Regions from separate parts of the Mus musculus genome. Here regions 1, 2 and 4 are each linked to region 3. Evidence: chromatin contacts called from public HiChIP or PLAC-seq and promoter capture Hi-C data. All regions are on one chromosome and are shown on one strand. Each heading gives the region's core, a stretch centred on a gene start, on an enhancer-like site or on the middle of the called end of the contact. The rest is flanking DNA. Distances are from core to core; before and after follow the strand shown. Region 1 holds the start of Paqr9 (progestin and adipoQ receptor family member IX). Region 2 has its middle 6.3 kb from the start of Gm32018. Region 3 holds the start of Slc9a9 (solute carrier family 9 (sodium/hydrogen exchanger), member 9). Region 4 overlaps Gm31847 (a long non-coding RNA gene).

Region 1 (3,205 bases), core at 387-2,886, 890 kb after region 3:
TGATTAATCCTAAACATTTACAATACAAAATGACAGTCTAGTTATAAACAACTTATCCATACTAATAATCTTCTTTAACCTCCTTACAAGATTCTGTTTAGTGATGAAGGTGGCCCTTTTGATTTTAAAATGAACATAAAATAAAAATTTAAAATTCAATCGAAAGCCTTTTCCTAAGTGGGATGGTCCTTCCTAGCAGTCCGATTCCTCCTAGTGAAGGTTAGTGGGTGTTCTAGTTTCATATATGAAGTCTAACAGCAGACTGCCTGTGTTCACATTCACCACCTGGGTGTACTCAACATGGCCATGGTGCCTCCATTTTCCTTATCTGCAAAATGGGGGAAAGAGTATCTAAGATATTTTAAAGCTGTAAGACATCAAGTGCCTAACACCTCAAAACTGTATGTATATCTTTGTTATACCAAGGTGAAGACTCCGGTCAGATGAAGCCACACCCGGAGTATCACTGAAAGATGGAACACGGTGAACATTTGAGACGTCACTGGGAGACCCCCATCTTGGAAGTCTAGGTTATGATATTTTTCACACCGCTGCTCATCACAAACCTCTGAACTCTTCAAGTCTCCTTTTCTTCGGGCCCCTTGCCTGAAGAAACTCATACTAGACCTGCCAGGTACTTCTAAGGTTAATTATGCATAGGTTTCTCTAAACCATCGATGCTAAGCCTCTAGGAACCCTCTCAACTCTCTTTTCTGGTTTGTTCTAGAAGACGCCTATAGTCTTCCCTCATCTGCTTCCTCCCGAGGCTCCTGCACAGCTCTGCTTGGGAAACCCTTTTTAATACATTCCCCGGCTCCTTAGAGGCGTTCTGAATCCCCAAACCATCATCTGAAACTGTTCCTGAAAATCCGTTGTCGAGCGCTCCTGAGCTCTTCATCGGATTCCTAGTTAAAGAAGCCACAGAGGAGTAAGCTGGGGCTTCCGAGTTGGTGAGTTGAGCTGAAGACCAGCTTGGGAATTGTCCCTTTAGGTCCCTTTAGACACCACAAAGAGAGAGAGGAGGAGGATAGTGACGCACCTGAATAGGTCCGCTAGAGTAAGGAAATAAACTAGGACTTGACGTGGATTGAGTAGGAGGGCAACACTCACACACACACACAGAGGGGGGCACACACACACTCACACACGGATGACAGACAGCAGAACAGAGAGGCAGGCAGCACCAGCTGTCTGACAACCGCCAAGCTCGGATTCGGACACCGTCTCTAAGCGGGTACCGCAGTGCCCTCCCTGACACCTCCGCAGGTTACAGTTAGAGCATCCCTCCGCCCAGCCCGGCTCCCCGCCCCCCACGAACTCGGGTCCCCAGTGTCCTCTAGAACGCCGGCGTGGCTGTCGCACTTCGAACCCCCTCGCCCACCCTTGCCCACCCTCTCGCCCTGGGCGCCGGCGGCCGCGTCTCTGGCCAGCCTCCGGCCCCGCATCAATCATTAACGCGGCGGCCCGAGCGGTCGCAGCCCGAGAAGGGGGGGATGGTAGGAGACGCAAGACAGGGGACACCTCCATCCCCCCGCCGCGGCGCAGACACCCTAACCCCGGGGGCCCCCGCCCTGCGCGGCGCCGCCCTCCCCCGCCAGCGCCTCGCGCACATCCCGCCTCCCGCCGCCCGCCCCGCGCGCACGATGCCCAGTCACCGCCGCGCCGCCGCCGCCGCCACCACCGCCACCACCGCCGCAGTCAGCCGCGCCACCGCCGCCACCGCAGCGCGGCCGGCCGCGGGCTGAGAGACCCGAGCGTGGCGAGGACGCCGCCGGCAAGCCGCGCGCGCAGCAGCAGCCTCCCGCCCGGTGCGCCGAGCCCCCGGAGCAGCCCGCTTCCAAGCCGAGGCCGCGTAGCCAACCTGCGGCCGCGGTCCCGCGCGCGCGCGCGCGCACAAAGGCTCCGACGGCGCCCGGCGCCCGCGGTGGCCTCGCGCGCGCCCTAGCTAAGCCCGGGGCACCATGCCGCGGCGCCTGCAGCAGCGGGGCGCCGGCGTGAAGGGACCGCCGGCCTCGACCTCCCGGCGCTCGCATCCCGCCTCCGCCTCCGCCCCCCGGAGCCCGCCGGCGGCCACGACCAAGCCGCTGCTGCGCTGGGACGAGGTGCCCGATGACTTCGTGGAGTGCTTCATCCTGTCCGGCTACCGGCGGCTGCCGTGCACCGCGCAAGAGTGCCTGGCCTCGGTGCTGAAGCCCACCAATGAGACGCTCAACTTCTGGACGCACTTCATCCCGCTGCTGCTGTTCCTCAGTAAGTTCTGCCGCCTCTTCTTCCTGGGCGGCAGCGATGTGCCCTTCCACCACCCCTGGCTGCTGCCGCTGTGGTGCTATGCGTCGGGGGTGCTGCTGACCTTCGCCATGAGCTGCACGGCGCACGTGTTCAGCTGCCTGTCGCTGCGCCTGCGCGCCGCCTTCTTCTACCTGGACTACGCTTCCATCAGCTACTATGGCTTCGGCAGCACCGTGGCCTACTACTACTACCTGCTGCCCAGCCTGAGCCTGCTGGACGCCAGGGTCATGACGCCGTATGTGCAGCAGCGCCTGGGCTGGCACGTGGACTGCACCCGCCTCATCGCGGTCTACCGCGCGCTCGTGCTGCCCGTGGCCTTCGTGCTGGCTGTGGCCTGCACCGTGGCTTGCTGTAAGAGCCGCACCGACTGGTGCTCCTACCCGTTCGCCCTGCGCACCTTCGTCTTCGTCATGCCGCTCAGCATGGCCTGCCCCATTATGCTAGAGAGCTGGCTCTTCGACCTGCGAGGCGAGAACCCCACACTCTTCGTGCACTTCTACCGCCGCTACTTCTGGCTGGTGGTGGCCGCCTTCTTCAACGTGAGCAAGATCCCTGAGCGCATCCAGCCGGGTCTCTTCGACATCATTGGCCACAGCCATCAGCTCTTCCACATCTTCACTTTCCTCAGCATCTATGACCAGGTGTACTACGTGGAAGAGGGCCTGCGCCAGTTCCTCCAGGCACCCCCTGCCGCGCCCACCTTCTCGGGCACAGTGGGCTACATGCTGCTGCTGGTGGTTTGCCTGGGACTAGTCATCAGGAAGTTCCTGAACAGCACCGAATTCTGCAGTAAAAAGTGAGCCTCCACCCCCGGAGGAGGCTATGGTTTGCCCACCGGTTTGCGTGGAGTTTCTGTTGTTGTTGTTGTTATTGTTGGTTTGTTTTCAAGTTTTGTTGTTTCCTTCTTTGCTGGAAG
Region 2 (2,942 bases), core at 318-2,817, 650 kb after region 3:
ACTCTTAAGCCATTTTTTGATCTCCTCAGATCTACTGTGTTTTCTCCAGAAAGTGCCATGAACAAAGCTCTGCATTTCCTAAGGGGTGTGTGTGTATGTGTGTGTGTGTGTGTGTGTGTGTGTGTGTGTGTGTGTGTTTGTGTGTCTGTGTGTCTATGTGTATCTGTGTCTGTGTGTATGTGTGTCACTGTGTGAGAGAGAGAGAGATAATATCCAACTCAAATTCTGAGCCAGTTTTAAGGCAATGGGCTTTCCAGTCACAGCAGATGACCTCAGGCATCTGTGTCCCAGGGCTGTGCCACATAGGAGTGGAGTTTAAGCAGTACGACATGGAAAGCTGCATTTTCTAGAGGCCATAGTTGGAAAGTCAAAAGCAGCCAGGTGGAGTGGTGCACACCTTTAATCCCCACACCCAGGAGGCAGAGGCAGGAGGATCTCTGTGAGTTTGTGGCCAGCCTGGTCTACAGAGCAAGTTTTAGGTCAGTAAAGTGAAACCCTGTCTTACAAAATGACAAAAGAAAGTTTAAAAAAATCAATAGAAGACAAATTCTAACAATATAGTTTGTTTAGCCCAATATGTTCTAGAAATTCTCATTTCTACACTCAGCCATCTTTAAGTAACCATTGTGTGTCTCTGTTTTCCAAGCCAAACATCCAGAATTCGGGGAGCACCGGCAGCCAAACCCATCATGGCCTGAACCAACCTCACTTCAAGTGTTTAAAACACACATGTGCCAGACATGGTCTACCAGAAAAGGTTTGTGCCAGAAGCTCCCAAGGAAAGCATCAAGTTTTAAAACCAGCATTGTCTACGAGAGACTCATGATAGTCAAAAATAGAGGTGACATCCATTAGTAGCTGAATTCTCACTCAGTAAGAATCTAAAAGGTAGCCAGGCATGGTGGCAAATGTCTTTAATACCAGCATTCAGGAGGGAGAGGTAGGCAGATCTCTGTGAGTTGGGGGCCAGGCCAACCCAATCTACAAAGTAAGTTTCAAGACATCCAGGGCTATTACACAGAGAAACCCTATGGAAGTTAGCAGGGAGAGGGGGTAGGGAAGGATGAGATCAAACAGCAATGCTACAGATTCCAGATTCCAGGCCAGGTATGAGCACTGTGAACCTTGGAACTCTTTTGAATATATACATAGCTGTTTCCCTGAAAAGCACGGACCCCAAGAAGACTATAAGGTCAAAAATCAATGTCTTTGGTGTTTGCATCCACTCTTTTCCTCCTCTCCCACCCTCACTGCTTAAGCTCAGACATTCCTTTCTTTAATTACCTCTAGATGGTAGAGCAGTGTGTGGACTGACTGTCTATGCCCCGCCCTATTCATAAGAGCCCCAGGTGGTGGCATTAGGACTGGTCCTCCAGGAGATGAGGAAGCCAAGAGCAGCAGAGCTTGGAGTGAAATCCTTGCTCCTCTCAAAAAAACCACCGAGGCGCTCTTGCTTCTACCACATGACGACAAAGCAAGAAATTATCGGGTGCCTCTCTGAAGAGATCCGCAGCAGAACCCACCTACACCAGTACCCTGATGTCACACATCCTGTCTCCAGAATGCGTTTCTGTGGGTTGTATCCACAGGGGGTATGGCATTTGATTATAGAGCAGCAGTAAGAAGTCTAGACAGGAAGTGTGTGTTGATAGCACTCACTGTATCACGGGAATCCTAGATCTCCTAAAACGGGCATCTAAAATGAGGCATTTCCTGATCACTGGGATGCACTGTGTTCCCCTAACCCTCAATAGCCCTGTGATGAATCATCATTTTATTGCCATAGACAGACACCAACAACAAACCAGATTCAGAGAGGGTAAGCAAGCTGCTCTAGGTCAAACAATATATAAATGGCATGCTCAACATTTTAAGCCCACGTCTGCCCAATTCTGAGCCCCAATCTTGATAATCAAAAGAAGAAGATAAACAAATGGATTATAGCTAACGTCCCAGAAGGGAACTACCTACATATTCCTCATCTTAGTAAACCCAGAGAGTCAAGTTCAAATCTTAACTCTGCAGCTTGGAGAACTCTGATTTGCTCTGACATATTTGTTCAGACAAACAAAGTAAAATAAAGATGAGAATGTTTTCATCACGAATGGATAAGGTAAGATGATTGACTTTAAAAAGTACCTGCTGCTCCCATACATTGTGCTGCTCTCCATTTCTGACACTGGGGGATAGCTATAAGTTAGATGAACATCCAGCTCTCAGGAATACTGACAGTAAACAAGGAAAACTAACAAGGCCACCCCCAGGGATTGGTCAATGTCAAAAACTAGTGAAGACCTGGTATGGTAGAGCACATGTTTAATCCCAGCACTCAGAAGGCAGAGACAGGAGAATTTCTGTAAGTCTGAGGCCCTCAAGAGCTACATAGTGAGACCCTGTATCAAAAACCAATAAGTAAGAACAATAATTAAAGGAGACAGGGCGTGCAAACTGCTCGACCCTAGGCTTAGCACAAAGAGGGGATCGCTGTGAGACATAACATGGGCTTTGTTAACAAATGTCATTGGCTGGAAGCCAATATCCATTTCTTAATTCTCCTTGGAGACTGGGAAATCTACATCAAGGCACTGGCAGATTTTGTTCTGGTGAAAGTCCTCTTGCTGGTTGGAAGGTGGCCATCTCTGTGCTGTCCCCTCTCCAAAGAGGGCTCTGGGAGCTTCTTTTATAAGGATGCTAATTCTGCACACAAAGGCTCCACCCTCATAGCCTGATCACCTCCCCAAACCTCCATCTCCTTCTGCATCGCACGGAAGTTAGGATTTCAACATATGAAATTGGTAAACTCAAACATTCAGACTAAAGCCTTCTGCTCCTGACCCCCCAAAATCCATGTCTTTCTTCACTGTAAAGTGCATTCATCCCACCTTAACAGTTCCAAGAGCCTTAATTTATTCCAGCATCAACTCTAAACTCTAAAGGCCAAA
Region 3 (3,110 bases), core at 469-2,968:
CAAAAAATTAGTTACAGAGTTGAATCAGAGAGTTAGAACCAGTCTTTTGCTTGTAAATGATGTTTTGAGAGTCCTAGCTTTTACAACTGGAAAGGTAGAGAGGCCATGTGTCCTTATGCCTCAAGAAAACAGCTTTCCATTTTAATGTTCCCAGTGAAGCGTCTCTATGGACGAGAAATACTGTCTTTGTTCCAAATCGTCCTAGCCAACTGCTGTTGACAGTGCTGCCATTCTCCATGCTCCAGGCAGCAGGCTTGGGCCAGGCTTCCAGGTGAGGCCTTCCTTTCTCTACCCACAATTCCTTCATCTTCCTACACTGCCTTATTTCAACAGCAAGCTTAAAGCTTTTGAAAAGCTTGTAGAGTCAGGCAAACAATCTCCTGCTCCTTCTCACCCACTTCCTGGGTCTCTTCACAGGAAGAGGGAAAGAGATGTGGTAAGACAATCGAAGAGCAAGTCTGCCTTAAAAGCAGCAAAACCAGGAAGTTCTCTCGTTTTTGAATTTGCATTATCTTGTAAATCTAACGACTCACCTGTGGGTTTTTGAATACGGAAGGTGAGGCTGCTGGCAAATGCTTGCAAGCAATAGCTGACAGGCTTCAAGACAACTCCAGTATTAGTCATCACAGAGATGCGTGCCAAAAGGGACCATGGGTAAAAACATCTGCTGTGCACACAGATGCCCCCTGCTGAGCCAAGCACACAGAGAAAACCAACTCCAGCTCGGAGTTGCATAAGCAAAGAGGCTGAGGCACTGGAGTGCTTGATGCTCTCCCAGAGTGGGAAATTAGCTTTCCGATGGGTAGTTACCTTCCAGTGTCTATGTAGCTCAGGGAGACCTTGAATTCACAGCGATCCTCTTGCCTCAGCTTCCTGAACGCTAGAGTTACAGGTCTGTAAGACCATAATATTATTATGTGTTTGTCTCAAAGCCTTTAGTGTCATATTTTTTTCAGGGTGCCTTACAATACAGAAATGGAATTCTAATTCTATCAGAATAGAAGCCAGACATTAACACTCGTCCATTTTACCATGTGGTGAGATGTGGGGGTCTCCACAGCAGACCTGGCTGCATGGTGACTGATTGGTAAAGACAAGGAAATCTTGATGTTTGCCTAGGAAGCAGAAGAACTGGAGGTACCAGTCTTAAACACCTCCCTCTCCCTTTTCTCCCTCCCTCCCTTCTTCCCTCCATCCTCCACCTTCTCTATCTCTCTTCCTTTTTTTCTTCAACAAATTTAAATAGCACCGTTAAAGGACTGGGGCTAGACTTTTCTTTTTGATTATTTTAGTTGACCGGCAATTATAAAAAGTCAGAGAATCGTGCACTGGATCTGTGCCTCTCAACTTCAGAAATAGTCCTGTGAAATCATACCTGTCAATCCTCCCCTGGGAGGCTGTGGTGGGAGGGGAGAAACCTGAGTAGGTGAAGTTAAGGGTCTGGACTTGCCCTTTTGAATCTGAAAACTATTGATGTGCCGGGTTGAACTGTCTTACTATCAATGTACAATTTGCCAGTTGCATACAGACTAAGAAATCATGCTGGAAACAGGAGGGCCACGAGTCTGGACATCAGCATCTTGCTGGCAGATTTGACCAGTGTGGAAGATCTCTTTCCAGAGTGAATCATTTAAAGACAGAATCTTTTATGATGAAACCACCCTCTGGAGTTTGAAAAGAGACGGGGCTGCTTTAAGAGAGAAACAGGAAGTTGTAACGAGAAGCCGGTCTGAATGCTAAGCCATCTGAATTGCTTGCGAAGTAGCAACAAAGTAGCAGCGTTTATTCTGAAATTCTGTGGGCGCCAGTCTATCCTAGGCAACCCTCATCTAAGGGCTCATCCCTTGTCCAGGGATTTCTCTGAGCATCACAGTCGGTCGAGTGGAGAATGGCTGGGCAGCTTCGGTTTACGTCAGGGAAGGATGAAGATCATTTTCAACACCAGGGAGCAGTGGAGCTACTCGCGTTTAATTTTTTGCTCATCCTTACCATTTTAACAATCTGGTTATTTAAAAATCACCGATTCCGCTTCTTGCATGAGACTGGAGGGGCGATGGTGTATGGTGAGTGTGTAAATGGTGGGGTAGATGTGTAACTTGTTGCCTGGGCGTAGTAATTAGAGACTTGTGCTCAGATGGCAAAGTGCAGAAAGTGAGGGGAACATGCTGATTGAAGTGTCATTAGCTCAGCGAGAGGTGCCGCAGTGTTAGGGATGCTAACCTCTTTCCAGAGGAGCGGCAGAAATTCCGCCTGACCACAGAGCAGCTGTCACAGTGACAGGCTCTGAGGCAGCACAGTATGTGAGTCTGTTGACAGCTGCAGTCCTTTGTCATGCGGGGAGTCATGGAGCGCTAGTCATGGTAGTAGGTTGTGGTGGCAATGCAGTCAGTCAGCGCAGCCTCTTCCACAGGCAGCCAGAGGAGCCAGGCAAAGTTAAGGGAATGGCTTCAGACTGCATGGAGGAAATACCCTTTCAACTATTTTCAAGAAGAAATACTCGTAGAAACAGACCCCACCCTTGTAATGGGAATAATTGTGTCCAAATCCTTTTTCATCCTGTGAACACTATTTTAGCTTCTGATAATAAAAGTGTTAAACCAAGAATTTCCTATTTAACATTTTCCATTGCTTAGCCTGATTTAATATGGTCTTGTTTATAATACTTATTTGTGTTCTCACACCACACACACACTTCTCTCTCTCTCTCTCTCTCTCTCTCTCTCTCTCTCTCTCTCTCTCTCTCTCCCTCTCCCTCTCTCTCCTCTCTCTCTCCCTCTCTCTCTCCCTCTCTCTCCCCCTTTCTCTCTCTCTCATTTTAGACAGGTCTCACTCTATAGACAAGGTTGGCCTCAGACTCACAGTGATCTTCCTGCTTCAACCTCCTGGGTGCTGGAATAATATGTATAAGTAAGAACACCCAATTCTTTAAACTACAGAGGGGAAAAAAGGTTTTAATTTAAGGTTTAACCTCCCAAAGTGATGCTCTTTCTGTGCAAGTTACCATGGCATCCATCATTTTTGGGAAGTTTAATAAAATGTGATTATGGAGTTTGTACAGACTAGCCTGGTTTATCTAGTTTATTAAGATGAGCTACAAGGCACTAGCACTG
Region 4 (2,845 bases), core at 84-2,583, 540 kb before region 3:
ACTACCTAACAGTGATGAGGCTTTGACTCTGGCCTTGGTCCTGGCCAGGAATACTCCATAGCTGTGTATCACCTTCATCCCTTTTGTGCTGCTTTCAATCTACCCCAGGTCCACCTTCAATGCCCTTGTCAACTCCATTTACTGTCTAACATTTTTAACTCCCGTTTCCCATTGTTTCTTATCACAATCTCACATTCAGAGGCACTGGGTATACTGTTGATACTCTTTGCCTGTGTCCCTCCTAATATTCAACCCATCAGATGGTACCTTATATTTCTAATTAACAGATAATACATTTAATTTGAATCCCAACAAAACTTAGTATGATTGTCTGTATATTTAGCGATTTTATAAGTGCTAATTAAGTTGAATTAAAACATGCAACATGAGTGGTTCAACAATGTTCATCAATAAGTAAAGACAAAATAAGATAAAAAATGACCTAGTATATTTGTTTTGGTAAGTTTAAATAGGCTCTGTCCTATCCTTTGGTAGAGTTTGATTTTGGTTTATTGTATGTATGTGTTTACTTACATATTTCTTTGCAGGCTTCAAAACCAAGTAGCTACAAGGATAAGAAGCCCCAGGAATGCAAACACTCCAAATAACATAATTACGTGTACATTGCCTTGAGTTAGGAGTGTTTCCATTCCTTAAGCAAGGTGACGTTCCATTGTGAAACAATAGCCTAGAGTTCATTTGGAAAGCACACTTTGGCAAAAGCAAGTCACAAAACTGCAGTAAGAAATGAATGCTATGTGAGCTCACATATGCAAGAGATGGTTTTATTATAATCCACAATGTTGTCTTTATGGAGAACAAGCTAGAAATGTTCCTTTAGCATATAGACTACTGCCTGGTAGAATCCCACATTACAGAAAGAAAAAATAAATAAAAGACTCTTTAAAAAAATTGAAGTGTTTAAATCAAAACTTTCTTTATATCCTATCCTCTTAGTGATTTTCTAGTGCTTTAAAAAAGACACCATGACCACAGCAGCTCTTAAAAGCATTTAATTAGGGGCTTGCTTACAATTTTAGAGCTTTGTTTTCTTATCATCTTGGTGGCCAGCATAGCAAAAGATATGGCAGGCATGGTTTTTGGAGGTATAGTAGAGTTACACCCTAACCCTCAGGGAGAAAGAGTGAAACTAGATCATATATGGGCAATTAAAACCTCAAAGCCCAGTCCTGGTGACACACTTCCTCCAATAAGGTTACACTTCTTAATCCTTTCAAACAGTTATACTCTTTGGTGACAGACCTTGAGCCTATGGGGCCATTCTCATTCAAACCACCACACCTACACAAAGGCAAATTTATCAGTCTTCATTTTATTTGGATGCTAATGTCCTGCTTGGTTTGGCCAATAGCTAGGGCCAGTATTTCTACCTCTCTGCAGACTAGGCAAGTGCCAGGACAGACTGACACTTTAAACATGTGTAGGTTGCCTCCTAATTTTCTCTGCTGACTACCTACTGTTGAAAATATTACTGTCTTACTGCCCAGGGCCTCTCAACTACAATCTAGACATAGCTTATAATCAAGTATCGCTAGCTCAGTGGGAATTGCTGCAATCTGAGTTTCAGGAAAACAATATTTCATCCCTAGAAAAACTCTTCCTTCTGACTGTATATGTAGGAGGCTCCCTATGACCTAGAAAACATTCTGTAGCTCCAAGGCATGCTTGAAGACTAAGAGAAAAACATTGAAATCCAGACATGGGACGTTAGAGAACACCCAAGTCCTGAATGACACTGTTTGGACTGAAGGTAAGAAACAGAACCAGTCAACTTTGAACTTCCTGTGAGATAATAAAGTCACATGGTTTAAGCCACTTCAATCTGTGTGTTCCTTTACATTATGACTAAAGCATTCTGATATAAATAGGATTTTGTTCTCATAGTATATAGCTGTGTATTTGGCATGCTGTGAAGAACTCTCACAGTCTAGGTGACTTAAAGTATACCTTTTTGAAGTTTAGAGGTTGGAAACTGGAGATCAGGAAACCTGGTCATGGTCAAGTTAATTTTGACACCCATCTTCCTAGTTTACAGGTTGCTATATCCTTTCATATTAGAGAACACAGATTTTTTGTCTTTTACTATTTTCATCAGGACATATATCCTATCCTCCCATCTATCCCTAGTCAGCACCATCACACTAACAATTGCAGTTTCAACTAAGGAATGTGAAGAGGGTATAAGTAGTCAGAGTGGGGGAGAATGTGGGGGACTTTTGGGATAACATTGGAAATGTAAATGAAATAAATACCTAATAAAAAGAAAAGAAAAAAAGTATTCAGACTGTAGTAGATCTTGCAATGAGAATAATTTGCCAAAGGTGTTTTCCTAAACCTGTAGCATTCAACATAATCACAGCAGGCTCAGATTTACAATTTTCAATTAACAGGAAGGTTTACTTAAAATAAAATGATGACTTAAGGGACACTTAGAATGAAACCACATGGCTGTCTTTATAAGCTTGGATACGTTCAAAGCTGAAGCTAAAGATAATCTTGTGCAGTTAGACATTAATATTTGGCTAATCCTGGGCCTCTCTAGTGAGTGCTTTGCACTTCACTGAATACTGTTAATAAATATTCCAGAGTAATGCATGTCAATAATGCTGACTGTGTAAAGGCCATATCCACTTTCTCCCAAATCAACAGAAAGACACTGAATTAAAAACCTGCCATTTATTTTATCACAGAAAATAGACACATTTATAATACTAAAGTGAAGTGATATGTGTCACCCAGTTTAAGATTGTTTGCTTTGAGGGCTTACCCAGTTGTATCGTATGCATAGACCTCTTATGTAGTCATTGCTCATGCATGATATTTA

Evidence for each region. Promoter capture Hi-C pulls out the DNA fragments that hold promoters and counts their contacts. HiChIP or PLAC-seq counts read pairs in DNA pulled down with a chosen protein or histone mark.
Region 1: a promoter capture Hi-C map of embryonic stem cells shows a contact between it and region 3, with 2.8 times the contacts expected there. The contact joins the promoter of Paqr9 here to the promoter of Slc9a9 in region 3. A contact is called at or near these places in 1 of 39 promoter capture datasets (embryonic stem cells) and 1 of 9 other capture datasets (embryonic stem cells).
Region 2: a contact with region 3 is called in an H3K27ac HiChIP or PLAC-seq map of regulatory T cell precursor, with 5 times the contacts expected there. The contact joins the enhancer-like site here to the promoter of Slc9a9 in region 3. A contact is called at or near these places in 1 of 39 promoter capture datasets (stem cell-derived epiblast-like cells), 3 of 115 datasets of contacts at active chromatin or transcription factors (CD8 T cells, memory CD8 T cells and regulatory T cell precursor) and 2 of 9 other capture datasets (adipose tissue and liver).
Region 4: a promoter capture Hi-C map of stem cell-derived epiblast-like cells shows a contact between it and region 3, with 4 times the contacts expected there. The contact joins the enhancer-like site here to the promoter of Slc9a9 in region 3. A contact is called at or near these places in 7 of 39 promoter capture datasets (3T3-L1-derived adipocytes, cranial neural crest, liver and 3 more) and 2 of 9 other capture datasets (adipose tissue and liver).

Annotation. Positions count from the first base shown.
Region 1 is chr9:95,557,998-95,561,202 of GRCm38.p6, forward strand. It overlaps Paqr9 (progestin and adipoQ receptor family member IX), which reads left to right and starts at 1,637. Exons shown (of 1, transcript NM_198414.3): 1 at 1,637-3,205. The coding sequence starts at 1,962. The coding sequence ends at 3,089.
Region 2 is chr9:95,315,379-95,318,320 of GRCm38.p6, forward strand. No RefSeq gene overlaps it. Among named protein-coding and RNA genes, the nearest start is that of Gm32018, 6.3 kb to the left of the region's middle. Within about 2 kb of position 1,568, at least 32 of the 459 cell types and tissues checked have an H3K27ac peak or open chromatin away from gene starts, as enhancers often do. A contact at or near this core is called in CD8 T cells, memory CD8 T cells and regulatory T cell precursor, where this site is marked.
Region 3 is chr9:94,668,174-94,671,283 of GRCm38.p6, forward strand. It overlaps Slc9a9 (solute carrier family 9 (sodium/hydrogen exchanger), member 9), which reads left to right and starts at 1,719. Exons shown (of 16, transcript NM_177909.5): 1 at 1,719-2,063. The coding sequence starts at 1,889.
Region 4 is chr9:94,133,273-94,136,117 of GRCm38.p6, forward strand. The region is part of intron 2 of Gm31847 (a long non-coding RNA gene); the gene reads right to left. Among named protein-coding and RNA genes, the nearest start is that of Gm39403, 27 kb to the left of the region's middle. Within about 2 kb of position 1,334, at least 2 of the 459 cell types and tissues checked have an H3K27ac peak or open chromatin away from gene starts, as enhancers often do. A contact at or near this core is called in stem cell-derived epiblast-like cells, where this site is marked.